2 separate regions of the Mus musculus genome follow, and region 2 is linked to region 1. The links are chromatin contacts, called in public HiChIP or PLAC-seq maps. All regions are on one chromosome and are shown on one strand. The core of a region is the stretch at or near the end of the contact, and the rest is flanking DNA. Distances in the headings are between cores, read along the strand shown.

Region 1 (5,048 bases), core at 1,497-3,996:
AGAAGGGTTGAGAACCAGTGTTCTACATTCTTCCAAATGGAGAGAAGCGCCGTATAAGAGGAAAGTTGGGCTGATATTAATGGCTATTTCTATCCAACAGTTATTATTATTAAAAGCTCTGTAAGAAGTGAAAAATGCTAGAAGGCCTTTTTAATCTGTCCTCCCTAGTGTGAAAGTAAGTCATTGAATGAAAGCTAATACACTGCCCAGCCACAGGGAACTTCGTTCTGACTGTACTCCACAGCATAGCCCTTTCCAGATTTCACAGCCTGGAGTCTATACAAAGAAGCTTGGAACCTCTCCTCTGAAACAACTCCAGTTCTGAGGTGCCATGCAGATTTAAAACGAGCTGCTGAACTTCGACAAACAAAATAAGAAGAGTTGTACAGAGAGTATTTCTGTTTTCCGAGTGAGCACAGGGAAGACCACCCCAATAAGCAACCCCAGCTTCATCCCCAGACGCCCTCAGTGTTCCCTTCGCTCACTTGTAATTCTCGTGGCTCGTTTTTCCTTTAGCGTATGTTCAGAAAATGCCAAAATGTCTGGTTTTACATTTTTTTCTGGGACTGCCTGGGATGCCACATACGATCAAAGCAGTTCAGGGTCTCCCATGAATAAGTCTGTATCTTGGATTTGTCAAAGACATCATTGTAAGTGGGTGTCCTTGAGAGAGCTTAATTTTGTACAACAAGCACAGACTTGTAGAAATATCAGCTATAAATAATATCAGAGATATTATTTATTTAAAACATTGATCCTTTCCCACTTGTGTATCAGTTATATTTCCATTTTCCTATATTTTCTTAGGACAGTTCCCTGGGCATGTGCAAGGCTCTGTAGCTTTGATTCACAGTCCACATCTTGTTCAGCATTGTTTCTGAAAGTCATGAGAATAAATTAATTTTCTTGCATATAAATAAAGTCAGACAGCTTGAGAATTGATGCCTTAACGTGCTTTTGATATATATTTACACTGGCTCATCTTCATAAAGCTTTAAGAATCCAAGAAATCCTGATAATACTCTTATCACAAAAGTAGGCCCATGGCATAGGCCTTTCTCACCATAGTACTGTTTAATTTACTAATACTGTCTTTAGTTATCTTAGGGTTTTACTGCTGTGAGCAGACACCATGACCAAGGCAACTCTTGTAAAGGACAACATTTAGTTGGGTCTGGTTCAGAGGTTCAATCCATTATCATCAATGCAGGAGCATGGTATCATCCAGACAGGCATGGAACAGGAGGAACTGTGAGTTCTACATCTCTATCTGAAGGCTACTAGGAGAAGACTTCCTTCATGGCAGCTAAGACGAGGGTCTTAAAGCCCATGCCCACAGTGAGACACTTCCTCCCACAAGGCCACACCTCCAAATAATGACACTCCCTGTGGCAAGCATATTCAAACCATCACACCAATACACAGCATGTCAGAGTAGCATTGAAGAGCCTTAGGGAAAAGCTGTTCCTAACTAGCCAAAAGAGTGAGATCTATGTCTAGTTTGAGAAATGCTATTGTCTCTTACTCCAGGTCATTGACCTGGTTCAGGGACCACACCTAGGAAGGCAGCTTAGTCTTTTAATGAGATGCCGCACTTTCCCTTCTCCAAATTCCCACCCCTGGCACAGTCCCTACTTTGAGGTCCTGTGGGGTCTGCCTGCCTTTCTAAGTCCTGATTCAGAAAGGCCTAACTTCTCATTTTTTCTTTTCTGTCTCTTTCTCCAGATGTTGGTTAGAGCCTAAGCCTGAATTTTCTGGCACTTGGTGCTCCTTTCCCCCTTTTCTAAAGTTCCCTTCCTTTCTATGGTTGTCTCACACTATAGCTGGCTTCTATGCCCACTTAATTCAGATTATATGGCTTCTTTTTCTTCTATTTCCATTCTCTTCCTCCTAGCATCAGCCGAGATTTACATCTTGGCTGCCCCATTTGATTGCTTTTGCTGTTTTCTTTTCTTTTTAAACCTAATAAAATTGTCTTCAAGCTTCCTGTGCCTCTGCTCTTAAGTTTTTATTAATGAGACTGAGAACCCCAGAAGTAGGCTCTGACTTCCCCGGAAACTATATGGACCATAATTCTTGACTTACACGGGAATGGAAGAATCTCCATAGAGTCTTCCAGGACTCTATGGCATGTGAAGTCTCATTTACTCAAATGTCAGCCTTGTCAAGGGTCTTCAAACCCCTTATACAGATACAGTATCTGCATAGCCGTTGTCTTCAACAAGAAAATACACAAGCACTAAGGTGAAGAACATATTAAAACCAGCCAGGCAAAGAGAGTGGTGAGCAAGTTAGAGATCTGGGAAAGATGCCACTAACAAGGGATCGATTTTCTCACTCTCAGGAGCCTTTGCTCCAGTTATTTCAAAGGTCTATCCCACAACCATTCAATATTCTGATGATCCCACATTTTGCACTTGAGCAATATTAATGAACACCATGAAAATACTGTAGGGAAGGCTCTGCTATGTTAGTACCAGTGACCAGTCCTTTCTAATGATTCAAAAGGCAAACATTTCTACTGTCTCACTTGTAATATCAACACCAAAGACTTTGCTTTAAAAATAATTGATGAGAAAAATCCCCTGTGACTTGTTTTATCTGCCATTAGTACAGAAAGGGCACACAATTGGGGAAAGCTAACAAAGAATGAGCAGAGACGAAAGGCACGGTGAGTACTACAGAACAGCAGAGAAGCTGGTCACTGTGAAGCAGCAGGCAATGCTTGCACTGTTACAGCTGCCGAATCTCATTAGTTAGTGATTTGATGAATAGAAGAATAAATCAATTGCCAGCGCCAGTGTGAGAAATCTAGTATGCCATCTTATCTGCCCTGTAACAAGAGACCTAATAAGCCCTTCTTCAGCCAGCAGGCTTGATGAGGCTTGTTGGAGGCAGAGGATTAGGTTTTTCAGACTTGTTTCCACCCTGCTTGCATGACACCAGGCTCCTTAATCAAACCCATTCTTCCTCCCCATCGTAGCCCCGTGCTGTCCATCAGCAGATGTCTGCGGAGATCTGCTCACAAGACATCTAAGACATTCATTGTTTTCTGTGATTTTTTTTTCCTTTGAAAGGATTGTTTTATTCATCACACATTCACAGATCTGATGGTTTCCCTTCAAGAGAAACATAACATCTGGAAAGCAAATGAATATGAACATTTGAATACTTCTAGGAAGTGGGAACGGGGAGGGGGGAGATGAAAAGTGGGGGGGGGGGGGCGGAATGAAGGGAATAAATGACATCTTACCTAAGAGTTAAGGTAAAAGGAAATCCAATAGAGTTTTCCCGTCTTAGGTTCTGATACACTGACTTCTCTGGTTCATTTTACTGGTGTAAATGGTTGTCGTGATAGTTGGAATTCAGCTGCACATGGGGAACACAGAAAGCATTCAGAATTTGTGTGACTGTCAATCATTCAGTTCCCCAACCTCCTGGCCTCTCAGGAAGCTTTTTCTGAAGCCCCAAGTCACCAGACCATAACCCAGTGATGCTACAACAACCTCCAAGGACAACACTTGGCTACAGTACTAACTGAGTTATTCTCATGCTACTACTGACCAGTATTAAAGGGAGTGCCTGCTTGCACAGATAGGATGAACTCCAGGCACGCAGGCCCTTGGTGGTCCAACCCAGTGGATCTTTGCACGTCTGCCTTCTGTATGGCCTTCTTTCTACTCTCACAATATTCTGTAAATCCATCCTTTTCTGAACATATTATCTGTTGAGGTAATTACCCCATCCCACCCCCCCGCAGCATAGCTGTGGCCATTTTGATCTATGCCTGCCAGTTATTTCATATTGTTGATGTAATATGGCTGCCAATCATTGAAACAGAACAGTAACATGACTGGGAGCAGGGTCATGCTGACTACATATCTTGTTATGTTCTATATGTTATGAGGTTTGTTAATCTTAAGAAATGACACAACCGTAAGCTTCACTTCACTTAGAATCAATCAAATTGAAGGTCAATATGAATGGTTATGTCTAAAATGGCTTGAGTCAGGGCCAACCACCAGGCAGCACTTCTGTCACCTGCATATGAGCTCATTGTGGGTTTTTTGTGGTCTTAGGCTTTATAAGCTGGCCTTGAGAAATGTCCAGTGCATAGCTTTCAGCCCAATCAATCAGTCTTTTAGGTGTGTGTTTGTTCAATAAACTATGCCTAGCTGACTGAGATCAGTGTTTGTATGGTTTGTGGGGTGACTCCTGGACCCCAACATCACTCTTCTGTTTCTATAGATGCTTGTAGCTCCTCCTTCCCTCTCCTCCACCTCTAAAAGGCAAACTAAGTGTTACATTAATGAAATGAACAGCATCTTATACTTATTCATTCTTTATACAGATTAAACAATCTTTTTGACAAAGAAAAGAAAAGTCATCCCATCTAAACGGCAAGCATTCCATCCTTCCCTTACATCTCCCACTCAAACTCCTTCCCTTTACCAATAGGTTAATTGCTTTCCCTTTGTCGTGACAGTACCTAACATGAACAACTTGCCAGAGGAAGAATATATTTTGACACACAGTTCAAAGGGAGACAGCCCACTGGAGAACTGAATCTATCAAGTTAGAAGTATGACGAAGGTGGTCACATCACACCTATAATCAGGAAGCAAACAGGATAAATGCCGTCCTCTTTTTATTTAATAGGGAAACCCAGCCTGTGGGATGGTGCTGCCCACATTGAAGACAAATCTTGCAACCTGCTTATCTTCTCTGGAAACACCCTCACAGACATACCCAAAGGTATCTCTAACCCTGCTAAAAGGACAATCTAAATTATCACAGCCACATTCAGCTTTAACATGAAAAATAAATCAAGACGTAAGACAAAGGATCTTGTTTTTCTGCAAAGTTATTTCCCCTTTAAGAAATAAAATTGAGGTGCCCTGAGAAGACCTTGGCACTGGCTTAGCACCCAGTCCCACAACACCCAGAGGGAGCTTGACTTCCAGGTGCTCTAACATGCCTCAGATCACAGGATTTCAGGATCACAGAAGCAGCTTGAAACCCATCTCTGACACATCCAGGATCTCAGG
Region 2 (4,947 bases), core at 451-2,950, 770 kb before region 1:
GCAGAAGGATTCCTGGAGCTCACTGACCTGAAGTGCTAGCCACTGGGAGATCCTGACTCACAGGAAGACTGGCAAGAGCTCGAGGAATGGCACCCAGGGCCTTCCTCTGAGCTCAGTAGCACTTCAAGTTGTTCCTACCCCTCCTCGCACCTCCAGGCTAGAGTGGAATAGAGGTTGAATGGGTGCAGGCATCAGCAGTGAGCCTGGGTAAGAGACCAGTAGGTCTGAGGAGAGCAGGCAGAGTCATGGAGCTAAGACCAGGATGTTTTAAGGAGGAGGGAGCTCTTCCAAAGAGCAACTGGAAATGCTCTCTTCCAGTGACTCAGTTCAAAACCAACATGCTCTCAAGCGGACCATAGTGTTTTCTTTAAGAGCTAGGAAGTGAAACGGAAACACAGATCCACAGCAAAAAGCTTTTTGACAGACCTCAAAATTTTCCTGGAGACCAACCTCATGATCCTGTAAATGTAAAACTTTTCTTTCTCGCTCTAGGAGAACAAACAAGATGGAAGGATCCTGAGGGGTTCTCAGAGAGCCAGAAGGAAAAGACGCGGGGATTCTGCCGTCTTAAAGCAAGGTGAGCTGATGATGGAAATGTTGTGCTGACTCAGTGGCCCTGAAATGTGTCACAGGAACGTCCAGTCTTTTATCGTACTCCACAGTCACAGAGAATTCTTTGAGTTTCTCCTTGGTGTGGTTTTTCTCCATAAAAACGAAGGCTTGACGTAACCGTTTAGGAAAGTTCACTAATTTTCAAGTTGTTACCATGTATGTATGGAATACCTCCTTTTATTTACAAGTATATCCATCAAGGGGGTAGTTCCTGCTTCTGCCCCTTTACCCATTTCCCAAGATGTTACATGTTCAATTGTGCTCTCTCAAGCACATGCTTCCAGAGTGGCCCTGTCTCTTCCTGCTTCCCTTAAAGCCAGAGCTTATAAACCCAGTCGATCTCAGGTCCTCTTCCTTGCTGGTTGGTTGGATAAACCCTCCTCCTTCTTGGGATTGGCTCTCAGGTCATTTCCACATAAGCTCCTCTCTGCTTTACTTCACATGGCCGGATGCTTGTGCCCTGCCGGGTCTTTGCTCGAGGTCAGTAGAGATCTGTGCAGCCCAGCTACCAACCTTCAGGCCTTCACTCTTCCCTGGAGGGGCTGTGAACCCAGTGACCCTGCATCCAGGCGCTTTAAGATACCTTTCTGTCTGGTTGGTCCTTTTGGGTGACTAAGGGAAGTATATGAAATCTCTAGTCACGTAGCGTGGTGTTGCCTCGCCCTTCAGATTCTGTCTCCTGTCCTCCGAAAGCCCTCAGTGTGAGATTCCAAAGCGGTGGCTCGTGTACGCCTTGCTTTCAGTCAGTATTTCTTTTTCGTAACCGTTCACGTTCCCTTCTGTTAATGTGCTCCAAACGGGCTTGACACATCCCTGGGGACTCACAAGCGCTTCCGGTGCTGCTACGAGCGATCCTGTCACATGCCCGACCCCCCTTCCCCGTTCGAGCACCTTCTGATCCAGAGCCATTTAATCCAGAGGCTTCTGATCTTTATCACATATGCATTGTTTTGTACCTAATGAATCTGCCTGTCACCACATCAATGTTTATTTCATCTCCAAGATGAGCAGATATTGGATAACCACTCAGTGGTTTCCTATCCCCAGCTGTCCATGGCGTGAGAACAAGCAACACATGACCATGTCGGTTCTAGACAATGTTACTTTCTGTAGCTTCTCTTCATGTATGCCAAGCGCGTTCCCTCGTGCGTCATCAGACTTCCCAGTTATTGTTCCTCTGGAACAGGGACCAGAAAAGGAGGGACATGTCAGCCACGGAAAGGAAGAGCCAGAAACCCCACTGGCTGCAGAAGACAGATGTCCTGGGGCATTTCATTGATTTCGTAGCTTTGGAAAGCCTCTTATTTGGTGTATTGTCTTTCAGGCTTGCCTCCTAAAGGCAAGAAGACCTGGTGTTGGGCTTCCTACCTGGAGGAGGAGAAAGCAGTGGCTGTGCCTACGAAGCTGTTCAAAGAGGTAAGAGGCCTTCCGCAGTGCTATGTGTAAAGGCAAAGCATCAGACACTCTACGTCCATGCTGTCATCCCATTATCTGCGCAGGAAGTGTGACTTGGGTGTATTTTTGTTATGAGTATGCATGTGGAAGATTCCTCACAAGGCAGCCGTTATTAGCTCTATTATTATTAGTGTGTACAGCACTGTGCACGCCCATGCATACGTGCTCACAATTTCCCCTCAGCATTTACTGGGATTCCCTCATTCTGCATTATAGGAATACTGCTACTGAGAAACTAGTAGATACCCTTTATGTCTAATTATGAGGGATCAAGAATGAGTTATTGAGTTATACATCCTATTAAGATGCTTTACCTCATATTCCTGATGAGAATATCCTATCATTTAAAATCAGTTTAAAGTGTGGATAGTGGGTATACCTCTGCATAGGATCTCTTGTCTCCAGATTAAGATAGGATTTCCTTTTTAAAGGGCATCTGGAGTGTGTCGCCACAATAGAACTTTTTCCATAATGTGCATAAAGGTAGCCATAGGTAATAGGTAAGTTATCAGGAGTAGCTGTCCTCCAGTAGGATCATATTTACAAAGCTCTGGTGAGTAAGATTCAGCACACAGACTGTACTTCTGTCCATGTAAGTCACTTCTTTGAGTTCGTTCTAGTTATGAATAAACAAAATAAAGGTGTAGTGGACATTAGAGGAATTGCATCATTATTGAGAATCTTAATTCAAACATAATCGTAATTACAGCTTGTTCTGGATAATTGTTTTCTGTACCTTACATAGTAGACTTTCACTCTACCCCACTCCCCACCTCTGAGACAGAGTTTGTCTGTGTGGCCCTGGCTGTCCTGGAACTCGCTCTGTAGACCAGGCTGGCCTCGAACTCAGAGATCCACCTGTCCCTAACTTATATTTCTAAAAGCAATTTATTTTCAATAATAAGTTTGGGTGCCCACGAGTGGTTGCCTGCAGAGGCAGAAGAGAACTGGGAACTGGGAACGGAAACTGGACCCTCCCTGAGGGAAGAAAGCACATGTTCTTGCGTACTGAGCTACCTCTCCATCCCACCTTTGCACATGTTTAAAAATTAGTATCATCATATGATTCAAATTGTCAGTATTAAAAGGCAATAACGTGTCACCCTTGTCACTGTGTTTCCCTAAGCACCAGATCTGTCTCTGCCGACAGGTCAGCACTGCTAGTTCTTGTGTTTCCTTCCTGTAATGCTATATGCACCTTTCTGCCCTGTCTCTCACCCCGTGGCAATGGCTGACTGACCTCTACTTTGTTAGACTATCATTTTAATATTACAGCTGGAGATTATTTCATCTCAGGTCATTGATCCCTCCATCTTTTTAGTATTTTAAACTTACATTTATTCCATAAAAAATTAACTCGCTCTCAAAGCTGCTGCTGCTTTGCATTTCAGCACCAATCCTTCCCATATAACAAAAATGGATTCAAAGTGGGCATGAAGCTAGAAGGCGTGGACCCTGACCACCAGGCAATGTACTGCGTCCTTACTGTGGCTGAGGTGAGCTCCGCCTTGTATTTGTTTGGAAAAAGAGATGATGGATGACCGTGGGGTCTTAATGATGAGGAAAAATGTCCTTGGCTGAATGTTTACAACATGTGAGGCATGATGCTTAGCATTTTTTTTTATGTATATTAACTCTCCAGGTGGTGCACCTGGGGTTAGAAGTGACGCCTTTGAGATACTATAGTCTTTGCCATGCTGTATGTTTCTTGACAAAAGGAACTGATATAGTTGAAATTTATCTGTGAAAGAAAGGACTTTGGGGTGGAAACTAACTCCTCTATTTACTTCTTTATGGTTCTGAAGCGGGAACCCAGAGCTTCCCACAGTGCTAAGCAACCAATGTATATATGTTGCTTACATATACATACACACACATATATAGCTATAAATACTTAATTGGTATTTTGCAATGTCTCTGTGTGTGAAGATTTCAAGAAGGAAGCAAACACAACAGACACACACACACACACACACACACACACACACAGTGTTTACATTATATTACTGAGAAGACTTTTAAAATTTCTTTTTCCTCCTGTGGTAGTACTCCTTCCTTTGAACTAAGGTTATGGATCTTTTAAAACCTTCTCCTCAAAGGAGTCAGGTCACGGTGTGGTGTGTGCCCAGTGCTGAGTGGCTGTCTTGCACTTAGGATCTTGGGAGAAATAGTGCAGTGTTAGCTGCTTTTGGAGGTGAGGCCCTGGTGCTGTGGGCCTGGGTGTTCAAGGGAAGGATCTGCAGGCAGGATTGAGTTTGAAGATTCAGTAAATAATAAATGCTTTTAAGAGATTTGTGTGTGAAAGAAAGAGTGTAGGGGCGGGGATTTAACTCCTGTATTTACTTCTGTGTGGTACTGAAGAGGGAACCCTGAGCGTCACAGAATGCTAAGCAAGCAGTCTATTACCAAGCTACAAAGCCCAGCCCCAACTCCTGTTTTTTTAGAGGTTTATTTTACTAAGTGTAGATTTTTAATTGTAAACTCTGTCTGCTCTTTGTTAAAATTTCGGAGTCTTAGAGTACTGATCTCTGTCCCATCTGCCTCTTGCCAAAATCTAGAGAGCACCTTTACAGTTATTGCTTGCTTCTAGATACCTTCCCTGCACATCAAATTAGATATAGATATTTTTCTTCCAGACATGTAAATGTTACATTATGCATAGTCTGCCTCTTGCTTCTGTGACATATATACACATTTACCATTGGGTCTTGTTGGAAGGGTTTTGTGGTGAAAGAGTATTTTAGTCATCGGAGCTGAGGAATACCACAAAAATCACACCAGCAACAGACCTCATGCAAGAGATTCGCTGGGGCCTTGGAGAGAGAATGGGAAAAAAAGAACAGCTGACCAGACCATAGTGGCACAGGCTTCATATGGTGG

The links. HiChIP or PLAC-seq counts read pairs in DNA pulled down with a chosen protein or histone mark.
Region 2: an H3K27ac HiChIP or PLAC-seq map of VIP interneurons shows a contact between it and region 1, with 5 times the contacts expected there. The contact joins two enhancer-like sites. A contact is called at or near these places in 3 of 115 datasets of contacts at active chromatin or transcription factors (T-cell acute lymphoblastic leukemia, VIP interneurons and embryonic stem cells) and 1 of 9 other capture datasets (embryonic stem cells).

Annotation. Positions count from the first base shown.
Region 1 is chr10:25,569,314-25,574,361 of GRCm38.p6, reverse strand. It overlaps Gm29571 (predicted gene 29571), which reads right to left. Exons shown (of 4, transcript NR_136909.1): 3 at 3,254-3,369. Among named protein-coding and RNA genes, the nearest start is that of Gm29571, 35 kb to the right of the region's middle. Within about 2 kb of position 2,746, at least 18 of the 459 cell types and tissues checked have an H3K27ac peak or open chromatin away from gene starts, as enhancers often do. A contact at or near this core is called in VIP interneurons, where this site is marked.
Region 2 is chr10:26,334,849-26,339,795 of GRCm38.p6, reverse strand. L3mbtl3 (L3MBTL3 histone methyl-lysine binding protein) reads left to right here. Exons shown (of 22, transcript NM_001359254.1): 7 at 493-577; 8 at 1,937-2,028; 9 at 3,459-3,563. Among named protein-coding and RNA genes, the nearest start is that of L3mbtl3, 37 kb to the left of the region's middle. Within about 2 kb of position 1,700, at least 4 of the 459 cell types and tissues checked have an H3K27ac peak or open chromatin away from gene starts, as enhancers often do. A contact at or near this core is called in VIP interneurons, where this site is marked.